2 separate regions of the Sus scrofa genome follow, and region 1 is linked to region 2. A link is a contact called in public Hi-C data. All regions are on one chromosome and are shown on one strand. The core of a region is the stretch at or near the end of the contact, and the rest is flanking DNA. Distances in the headings are between cores, read along the strand shown. Region 1 has its middle 88 kb from the start of POU2F1. Region 2 holds the start of CD247 (CD247 molecule).

Region 1 (5,158 bases), core at 2,420-4,919, 93 kb before region 2:
GTAGCATTTAGTTCAACTGATGTTTATTATGATCGATAAACATGATTGATGTTGTATGTATTTGGAATCCTGTTTATAGGTTACAGTTTATAGGGTTGGGGGGGGAGAAAGTGATTATGTTAGAAGGAAAACGTTGCATTGCTCGTGTGTGTGTGTGTGTGTGTGTGTGTGTGTGTGTGTGTGTCCTTATCTCTGTCTTGCCAAAGGAAACTTGATCATCCCTGTGATTAGGTTGGGATTTGTTGGCTTCTCTGTGGTTTGGCCCGCAGTGCAGGGTGTGGTGGCATGCAGGTTACACATGGGTTGACCAGCTCAGGGTCCCTGAGGGCATTTACATCCCTTCCTGTGGCTGCCTGGGGCCCCCCCAGACTCTGCCAGCCTCTCCTGATGATTCATTACCTCTGTATGTAGCAAGAGCTTAGGCCAAGGATGAATGTGTGAAGTCTGGGTGTGTAGTTGAGAAATAGAGGCAGAAGTAGACAGGCACCGTTTTATTTGGAAAGGAAAGGAGAAATGAGTGATTGATGCATCTTAGTCTAAGAAAATTAAAGTAAATTAGATTGGGGGGGCGGGAGGGGTTCCTTCTGTCATGTTATGAATGTTGTGCTAGTAGCACAACAGTTTAAAACCTCACTTCCTTTTCTCATACCAAGGCCAGTTCTGTCTAGACCAAAAACGCAAACAGAAGAAAAACCAGACCAAGATGTTGAAAGCCAACCTGCTCACTTAACACCTATGATACCATGTGACCTTTAGGGATTGGTTAGTTAGTGAGGTTGGGGAGAATATTGTTCTTGGTGGATATGTGAATGAGAAATGATGCTGGTTTAGGAACAGTTAAGAGCCCTTTCTGGCCATACTCTAGGGCAAATTTTTTTGGCTTCCCGAGTTCAAATATAGATTCTGTCTCCAAAAAGGCTATTTTTTAATAAGTGATCCATCTCACAGAACCTAAGTGGGATTCAGTTTGGATACCAAAGACACTGCATTCTTGATCCTTACAATTTCAAAGCAGGCAGAGGGGATAGGAGCAAAAAGCTGAAATTTAGAAAAGCTTTACCTTTATCTCTTCCCTTTTCTTCTCTCTCTTCTTCCCCACACCCCATACCCACTTTTTGAAGAAAGTCTTGGTAGTCATCCTGGCTTTGGAAAAGAGATTTGTTTAGTTTCACTCTGCTGGCTCTGCAAAGATGGATAGAGCTGCTCAGGTGGCAGTGATACTCTTGGAATTGCTGGGAAATTTAGGGAGGGAGGTGGTGGAAGATGGGGGTAGAATTCTTGTCTAACTTCCCTTTATCTAACGCTTATAAAGAGAGCTAGTACAGCCTATTTGAGTTTAGATGATACTTAGTTGTTTTGTCACTTGTAAAGGATAAGCATTTTCAAGAACAGGATTACACAGAAACTCAAAGACCCTCCTTTATTCTTCCATGGAGCTGTGTTATTCCAAAATGTTTTTACATCCGGGCCCTAGGGAGTTGAGTAGTTCATTGTTTCGGTGTGCCATTGATGGGACACAGGGGGAGTGGGGAGAAATGTATAGCTCTCCATATTCATTCCATCAAGAACTGGTCAGGTTGCAGAACTTCACGAAGGCTTTACTAATAATCTTATTGTTCTGACATTATATAAAAGTAGTATTAAGAGTGTGTGACTTTTCCAAGTGCTAAATAGATCAGGAAGCAGGCAGCAGGGCTATTGAAGGTAAGAGCACTTGAAACAGCAGTTGTGGGAGGACAAGGTATGTGTGATGGAACACCACTGTGCCCAGGAATAAAGCTCCCAGGCTGGGCCAGGCAGGTGCCCTTGAAGATTCTTTCTGTGCCCCTGAATCAGCCCACTCCACTCAGGGCTGCACCACCTTCTGGTTCAAACCCAGGCAGGACACTATCAGAAAATTCAGGCCCCCAAACTAATTTATTGTAAAAAGAAAGAAAGAAAAAAGAAAAAAAACCATTGAGGTCTGCTGCAAAGTTCCCCTGAATTTTCTTTGTTTACTTGTTCATTATTGTTTTAATTGAGTAGCCACAACCTCACAAGAGCAGTTTAAATATCTTTTGTAACTTGGCAGTGGCATTGAGCTCTCCCACATGATATTCCAAAGTCTGCAGGCAGACAGCTTGATACAATGCTTTTTCCAAAATGAGACATCCAAATGCTTCTTTAAAATCAGAATCTCCTCCGAATGAAAAAAGACAAAGCCAAGGAGACAGAAGACTGCGCTCCCACCTAGTCCCACAGTGTCTCTTAAGTCTGAACAGCATAGCAGGGAAGGGAATGCACTTTCCACAGCTAAAAGGAGAGTCCTGTTAGGAAAGGCTTAGTCGTAGGCAGGTGCCATGTCTGTGGTTCCAGTCCTACTTGGGTCTGCAGAAGGCGCATACTCCTGAGAGTAGAGTGGACCAGCCTGGTTGTGTTGAATATGGCAAACAGTTGGGAGGGAGCAGAACGGAGAGAGCCTAAGACTCTGCAGCTTTATTATAACATTGGCTTTTGACAGCAGAAATGGTGTATCTCCCCTAAGATCAGGTAATGGGGAGAGACAGACGGACAGACTTCTTCCAGCTTCTTACCCCTGCTCGAGGGGGCCTGTGTGCATTACTTAGTCCACAGGAGGTCTCATTCCGAGGAAATACCCCACCCCACCCACATTAGACCCCAGTTCCCATCTCTGCAGCTGTGGTGGTAGCAGAGGCAAGGTGAGTAAGTGTGGGGTTTTCCACCCACCACAAGTCCAGGAGCTGTTGTATACCTCATTTCTGACTCGTGACTGAGTAACTTGCTTTAACTTTCTCTACACCCCACAGAGTTGCCAAGTCTGCCCTCCCTCCTCTAAGTAATGCTGAACTCTGGCCTATAGCATCACGGGACCTGTAGCCTAGGGTGGGACCTTCCCAAAGCCTCTGAATGTCGCTGCTTAAGAGCTACTGCAAACTGAGGGCAAATTGCAATCTCCTCCTTCTTTTTGTTGCAAGGGGTCTTCACAGGTCTCTCACCATCTGTTCCCCAAACCCTGCCCTTAGGGGCTGGCCAGCCGTCCCCACCCACACCCCACCCCACGTCTCCAACTGCTGGCCACATATCACCTCCTGTACTTGCCTTCTCCCTGGTGGGGGAGGCCATCCCCTTCCCCTGGGAGGCCTCAGGGTTCTGCTTATTTTCAGGACTTTGGGTGGAAGGGAAGACACCAAAGGCTCCTTTAAGCTGACTGCTGCATACACATTTCACTTTTTTTTCCTTTGACAAGACCAAAAAAATCCAAATATTTAAGTTTTTATTATTATTAATATTATTATTATTTGACAATCTTATATCCAATGGGCTCTCTAGAAGCTGCATCCCCAGCCCTTTCACCTTTTCTTTGAATGTAGTTCCCAACCTTCAGTTCCCATGCCCGATGTTGAAAACAAGCTTTGCCAGGTCTTACTACTGCTGCTATAAGCCAGGGGAGGGTGGTTTCTTTGTTTTGTTTTGTTTTTAAATTTTCCAGCCAAAACCAAAGATTTTTTAATGATTGTATAAATGCAAAACAAACAAAAAAACCAAAGAAAAGGGAAGTCTTCAGCGTCAATCCAGTCTGTGGCGTCCTGGCGTTTAGAGGAGTGAGGCCAGGGGCAGAGTGGGGGGGGGCTCTGACTGCATCGAAAGGGCAGGGAGTCTGTTTACCATGTTCCAGGGTTTGCAGAGGCGCATGCTTAGTAGCTTTGGCTCTTGCCAACTTGTGAACATGCCATGGAACAAACTGGCATTTCAGATTTTCCAAAACAGTAGACAGAAGCCCGTCACCATGCTAATCCACCCTACCACAACCACTACCCTACAATAGCCATGGTCACCACAGGGGTTTGGCACAGGGACTAGGAGGGTGGGGATGCGGCTGGGCCGCCATGGACTCCACAGAGTGGGGGAAAGTTGAAGACACTGGCGCAGGATTGGCTGCTCTGCTGGGTGCTTTAACCTCTGGGGCGGTGCCCGTGCCCTTCTGAGCCTTTTCTCGTCCTTTACTGGAACTGCTTGGAAGTGGCTGTCCTGTTTGTGAGCAAACATGCAGAAGGATTATCAAGCTTTTCATTTCTCCTTATTGTAGGTTTGTTTCCTTTTTGCAGCACCACTGTGCAACTATGCATTGTATTTCACAACCTTTTGTGCTAGGTAGATGCCTGTGACTTTTTAACTTGGGGGGTGGGGGGTTGCAAATGAAGGAACTTTTTACATGGATCTTTTTAATCTCAGTTGATTGGGGGAGGGGGGGTATTTGGTTCTAGGGTCATACAAGCTCTATCCCAAAGCAAAATCCAAATGTTAATAATATTAGCCTGATGCAGATACCAAAGATAATTTCTTTCCTGCAGAACCTTAGACTTGTGTATTAAGTACGATTACCCAGCACTTGCATTAGTCTAACCTCAGTAATTCCAAAGCTTAGATGTATATTTTGGTATATTTCTGGGATATTAAAAAAAAAAATGTCGTTTAACTTCTTGTTTGTTTCAGTGTAATGCTCTTAAAGTCATAGCATGAAAATAACTGAACTGTCCTATTCTTAGTAGTTTGAAATAATAGTATTTTTGTATGTTTTGGGTGTGTCTATGTATGTATTAACATAACAGTTTTCACTGCCTAGGTGTTCGTAATAAAAAAGAAAACAAAAAAGTTCTGAGTGTACATAATATTCAGTAATAAACTTCCACTGGGTTCAATTTGGATTGAATATTTGCTGATTACCGTATTCCCAACTGGGATTTTGTTTTGAAGAGACAGTGATCGAACGTGTTTTTCTAAAGCTCTTTTTCTTTCTCTCTGTCTTTGAATATCTTAGCTACCCGACCCTTTTTCACTTCTTCCTTTTTTTTTTTTTTTTTTTAATATTGATTCAGGGGTGTTTTTCCACTGTTGTCAAGGGAGAGACACAAGAGGGATTTGACCCCTTGGCCTCCCAAAACTTTTTGTTTTATGTACTTAACTTTAAAATGTGAGTTTGAGTTCTCTTTTGTGGAAACTTAAGATGTGGTGTAAATGATTCTTTCCAAAATTGTCCAGCAGCTTTAATGAGGCAGTGACAATTCCTAATTAGTTTATCGGGAGTCCTTTTACATTTCTCCGTAGATAACTTGCAATCTGGGTGGCTATTGTATAGCCTTACTGTCCCAGAGAGCCT
Region 2 (4,883 bases), core at 173-2,672:
ACTTGGCTGCTCCACACACAAAGATGGGCTGCTCTGAGCTCGATCTGATGTTCTTACCCCACAGCACCACATGACTCATACCCAACACACGGCCTTTCTGAGAAGAGACCTGTGATCTTACAGAAAACCCTGCAATTACTTTGTCCTCGAAACCGCCAAGGCACTAGGCCAGGGCTGTGCCACGTTCCCTGGCAGGAACAGAAGTGTCAGTGGCCTCTCCTGCCCTCTCACCATTGTAGCCAAATGCCCTCCCATGCTGAGGTGAGCTGCGAAGTGGAGGAAGGACACTGGCTTGCGACGACCCTCCCTGTTTCTTTAGATTCAAATACAGCTTGTCCCATTTTTTGTAAAAATGCTATGACAACAGTCCCCGGACATAGCACATTTTGTCTTCTTTTCACTTCTCCTTATTATCTGGGCTAGAAAACATGGTGGAAGTGAAAGAATTCTAGAAAAGTCAGACTCCAGGAGCAGGAATAAAGTGAGGAGTAAGTTCGCTTGTTGGTTGGTTGTTCCTCATGGTGACAAGTTAACAAGTCACATCTTCTCATCAGTTCCCTACATCGCGTCAGCATCTCTAGCCTTTTGGCCTCAGAGGGAGAGCGGCCTGAAGCAAGGGGCAGTGGTGAGTCACTGAGCCTGGAATGGGTGTGTCATCAGGCAGCCCTTAGCTGCGGGGCATAGGGGAACCAGTGTCAGAGCTGAGCCTAGAATGGACCCCAAAGAAGGCCATATCACTCCCTCCCTCATTAACCCAGTCAGTCCCTGGCCCATTGAGGTGTTTCAAGTCAGACAGGGCCACAGCCATGACCCTCTCTGACCAATAAATGAAATATTCTTTGTTGCCCAAGAAAAAGGGTTGAGTGATAGAGCCAGGAAGGGGGTAAACGACTAGAAAAATGCCTCAGCATGAAACATGGCCTGGCTGACATTTTTTTGGTCCCACCCAGCTTAAATACTCCCTCTCCTCTTCTCCACATGGAACCTGCCTTAGTTTCTCCTCATCCAGACTTGTCTGTCTCCTTTTATCACTGGAAAAATCCATACTTTGGGCAGGTGTGTTTTCAAGCAGCTGACTCTGAATGGATGCCCAACGTGGCCTTAATGAAGCAGATGCCTGCATCGAGCTGGACCCCTCCCTGCCCAGCTGCCCACTGATTTGGGGAGAACAGGATTTAAAGGAGACACTGGCTTCTCACCACCCCTCCACATCTCTCTCCACCCCCCACCCCCACACACACACACGCACAAAGAGTTTCTAAAAGTTCCTTGCCATCAATACATCTGGCCTTACCTGTAATTGGAAACTGTGCCTGCAGGATGGCCACGATAACAAGCGCTGTCCACTTCATCTTGTCCTTCCCCAGGATGGTGCCGGGAGGCAGAGGCTGAGGCAGTCGTGGCTGGACGAAGAAAAGAAAAGAAGTCTCTGCTAGCTTTGTTCTGCTGCTGCCTCCTCAGGAAGTGGAGGACGATGGGGCCTTTGAGAAGGCACCTGCCAACAGGGCCAAGAAACTCACACTCCCCCTTTCGGTTCATAGGCAGGAAGCTCTGGAGGTTTGAGGGGTTGGGGTGTGTGTGTGTGTGTGTCTCAATTTTTGCTTTTCCTCTCATTTAACTATTGTTTTATTTTCCTTTTTTCCTACTTTTTAGCTAATTCCTATCTTGATTGGTGAAGTTAGTCCCTAGATAAATGCAAGATCCCAGTGCATGTAAGAACGTTTGCCACTTTGCTAGGTTCATGTATTTTATGGAGGATGGTAAGATGACAGAGCGCTGGATTCAGAGTCAGGGGAAATGGAGGGACAGAATATTTGTGTTTTAGCGCCATCTCTGCTAACTACTTGCTATGCAGCCTTGAGTAAACCACTCGACATCTCTAGACCTCAGTGTCCTTACCAATAAAGCAGATTACTGGAGTAGCTCTGAGGTTGCAGATCTGAACTTGGCCTGAATTTAATAGAATATTTCAAAATAGTATAGCTCGGAGTTCCCGTGGTGGTGCAGTGGTTAACGAATCCGACTAGGAACCATGAGGTTTCGGGTTCCATCCCTGGCCTTGCTCAGTGGGTTAAGGATCCAGCGTTGCCATGAGCTGTGGTGTAGGTCGCAGACACGGCTCGGATCCCGAGTTGCTATGGCTCTGGCGTAGGCTGGTTGGCTACAGCTCCAATTGGACCCCTAGCCTGGGAACCTCCATATGCCGAAGGAGCGGCCCTAGAAAAGGCAAAAAGACCAAAAGAAAGAAAAAAAAAAAAGCCTTCCCCTTAATGAAATTCCCATTGTTGCTCAGCAGATTAAGAACCTGACACAGTTCCATGAGGCTTCTGGTTCTATCCCTGGCCTCACTTAGTGGGTTAAGAATCTGGTGTTGCAGCAAGCTGCGCTGTAGTTTACAGATGCAGCTTGGATCCCTCATTGCTGTGGCTGTGATATAGGCCGGCAGCTGCAGCTCCAATTCAACCCCTAGCCCAGGAATTTCATATGCCACAGGTGTAGCCCTAAAAAAGGACAAAAGGAGAAAAACAAAAACAAGTTTCCTCCTAAGAAGACTACAATTCTCTAAAACTGCCATTCCTCTAAAAATGCCAGCAAAAGTTTTAGAACAAGAGTGAATGTGAAAAAAAAGTACCAAAATAACCAGAACACAAAAGCACAAGCAATCAGAGAAAAAATAGATTGGACTTTATCAAAATTTAAAACTTCTATGCATAAAGAACACTATCAAGAAAGTGAAAAGACAACCCATAGAATGGAAGAAAATACTTGCAAATCATATACTGATAAGGGTCTAGTATTCAAAATATATAAATAACTCCTACAACTAAAACAGGAAAAAAAAAACAATTAAAAATCTGAAAGATCTGAATTTCTCCAAGAAAATATGCCAACAGTTAGTGAGCACATGAAACAATGCTCAACATCTTTGGTCATCAGAAAATATAAATCAAAACTACAGTGAACTATGCTGTATGTATCACAGGGAAATTTACCCGCTATTCTGTGATAATCTATATGGGAAAAGAATCTGTAAAAGAATGGGTATGTGTATGTGTATAACAGAATCACTCTGTTGTATAGTAGAAATTATCACAACATTGTAAATCAACTATGCCTCGATAAAACTTTAAAAAATAAAAAAATACCTACAGTGAACTCTATGACTTCATACACATTAGGATGGCTAAAATTTTAAAAAGACAGATGACAAGTGTTAGCGGTTGTGAAGAAATTGGAACTCTCATACATTGCTGGTGGGAATGTGGAACAGTGAACCCCCTATGGAAAACAGTGTGACATTTGCTCAAAAAATTAAGTAGAATTGTCATATGACCAAGCAGTTCTATTCCTAGGCGTATACTCAAGAGAATGAAAACATGCCCATGTTAAAACTTGTACATGAGTGTTTATAGCAACATTATTCAAAATAGCCCCAAACTAGAAATAAATGTCTAGCAAGTGAGAAATAAACAAATGTGGCATATCGAAACAATGGAATATGATTCAGTCTAAAAAGGAAGGAAGCATTGTTATATGTGGCAACATGGATGAACTTTGAAAACAGTATCTAAGTAAAAGAAGCCAGACACAAAAGACTACATATTATATGATCCCATTTATATGCAATGTCCAGAAGAGGCCACAGAGACTCAAGTAGATTAGTAGTTTTCAGAGGATAAGGAAAGGGGGAAATTAAGACTCTTTTTTTCAATTTAATCTAAATTTTATTTTATCTTGGAGTAGACTTGATTACAATGTTGTGTTAGTTTCAGGTGTACAGCACAATGATTCATTATATATATACATATAGCCATTCTTTTTCAAATTCTTTTCCCATGTAAGTTATTACAGAATATTGATTAGAGTTCCCTCTGCTAGACAGTAAGTCTTTGTTGATTATCTATTTTACATATAGTAGTGTGTATATGCTAATCCCAAATTCCTAAATTATCCTTGCCCCCTCCACCTTTCCCCTTTGGTAACCATAAGTTTGTTTTCTAAGTCTTTTGAGTCTGTTTCTGTTTTGTGAATAGGTTCATTTGTATCATTTTTTAAAATTCCGCATATAAGTGATGGCATATGATATTTGTCTTTTTCTGCCTGACTTCACTTAGTTTGATAATCTCTAGGTCTGTCTATGTTGCTATAAATGGCATTATTTCATTCTTTTTTATAGCTGAATAATATTACATTGTATAAACGTACCACATCTTCTTTATCCATTCCTCTAGTGATGGACATTTAGGTTCTTTCCATGTCTCGGCTATTATAAAAAGCACTGCAATGAAAATTGGGGTCCATGTATTTTTTGAATTATTGTTTTCTCTGATAGATATCCAGGAGTGGGATTGCTGGATCATATGGTAGTTCTTTTTTCAGTCTTTTAAGGAACTTCGATACTATTCTTCATAGTGGTTGTACCAATTTACATTCCCCCTAACACTGTAGGAAGGTTCCTTTTTCTCCACACCCTCTCCAGTATTTATTGTTTGTAGACTTTTTGATGATGGCCATTCTGACTGGTGTGAAGTGATACCTCGTAGTTTTGATTTGCATTTCTCTAGTAATTAGTGATGTTAAGCATATTTTCATATACTTTTTGGCTATCTGTATGAAACTGATTATGAAGTTTTTTGGGGGAATGATGGAAATATTCTAGAACTAGCTATTTATGATGATATACAAGACAGTGAATACACTAAAATCCACTGAAGTATACACCTTAAAATGGTGACTCTTGGAGTTCTCTGGTTGCCTAGCAGGTTAAGGATCTGGCATTGTCACTGCTGTGGCTCACGTTTGATCCCTGGCCCTGTAATATTTGCATACTGTAGGCTTGGCCAAAAAAATAATTTTTTTTTTTTTTTTAGGGCCGCAGGCTA

Evidence for each region. Hi-C and Micro-C count contacts between places; a contact is called where the count stands out from the background.
Region 1: a Hi-C map of liver shows a contact between it and region 2, with 3 times the contacts expected there. The contact joins the enhancer-like site here to the promoter of CD247 in region 2. A contact is called at or near these places in 6 of 47 Hi-C or Micro-C datasets (brain, embryonic fibroblasts, fibroblasts and 2 more).

The regions. Positions count from the first base shown.
Region 1 is chr4:83,585,707-83,590,864 of Sscrofa11.1, reverse strand. It overlaps a transcript of CD247 not described here. Among named protein-coding and RNA genes, the nearest start is that of POU2F1, 88 kb to the left of the region's middle. Within about 2 kb of position 3,669, at least 8 of the 83 cell types and tissues checked have an H3K27ac peak or open chromatin away from gene starts, as enhancers often do. A contact at or near this core is called in liver and skeletal muscle, where this site is marked.
Region 2 is chr4:83,490,915-83,495,797 of Sscrofa11.1, reverse strand. It overlaps CD247 (CD247 molecule), which reads right to left and starts at 1,422. Exons shown (of 8, transcript NM_214155.2): 1 at 1,295-1,422. The coding sequence starts at 1,352.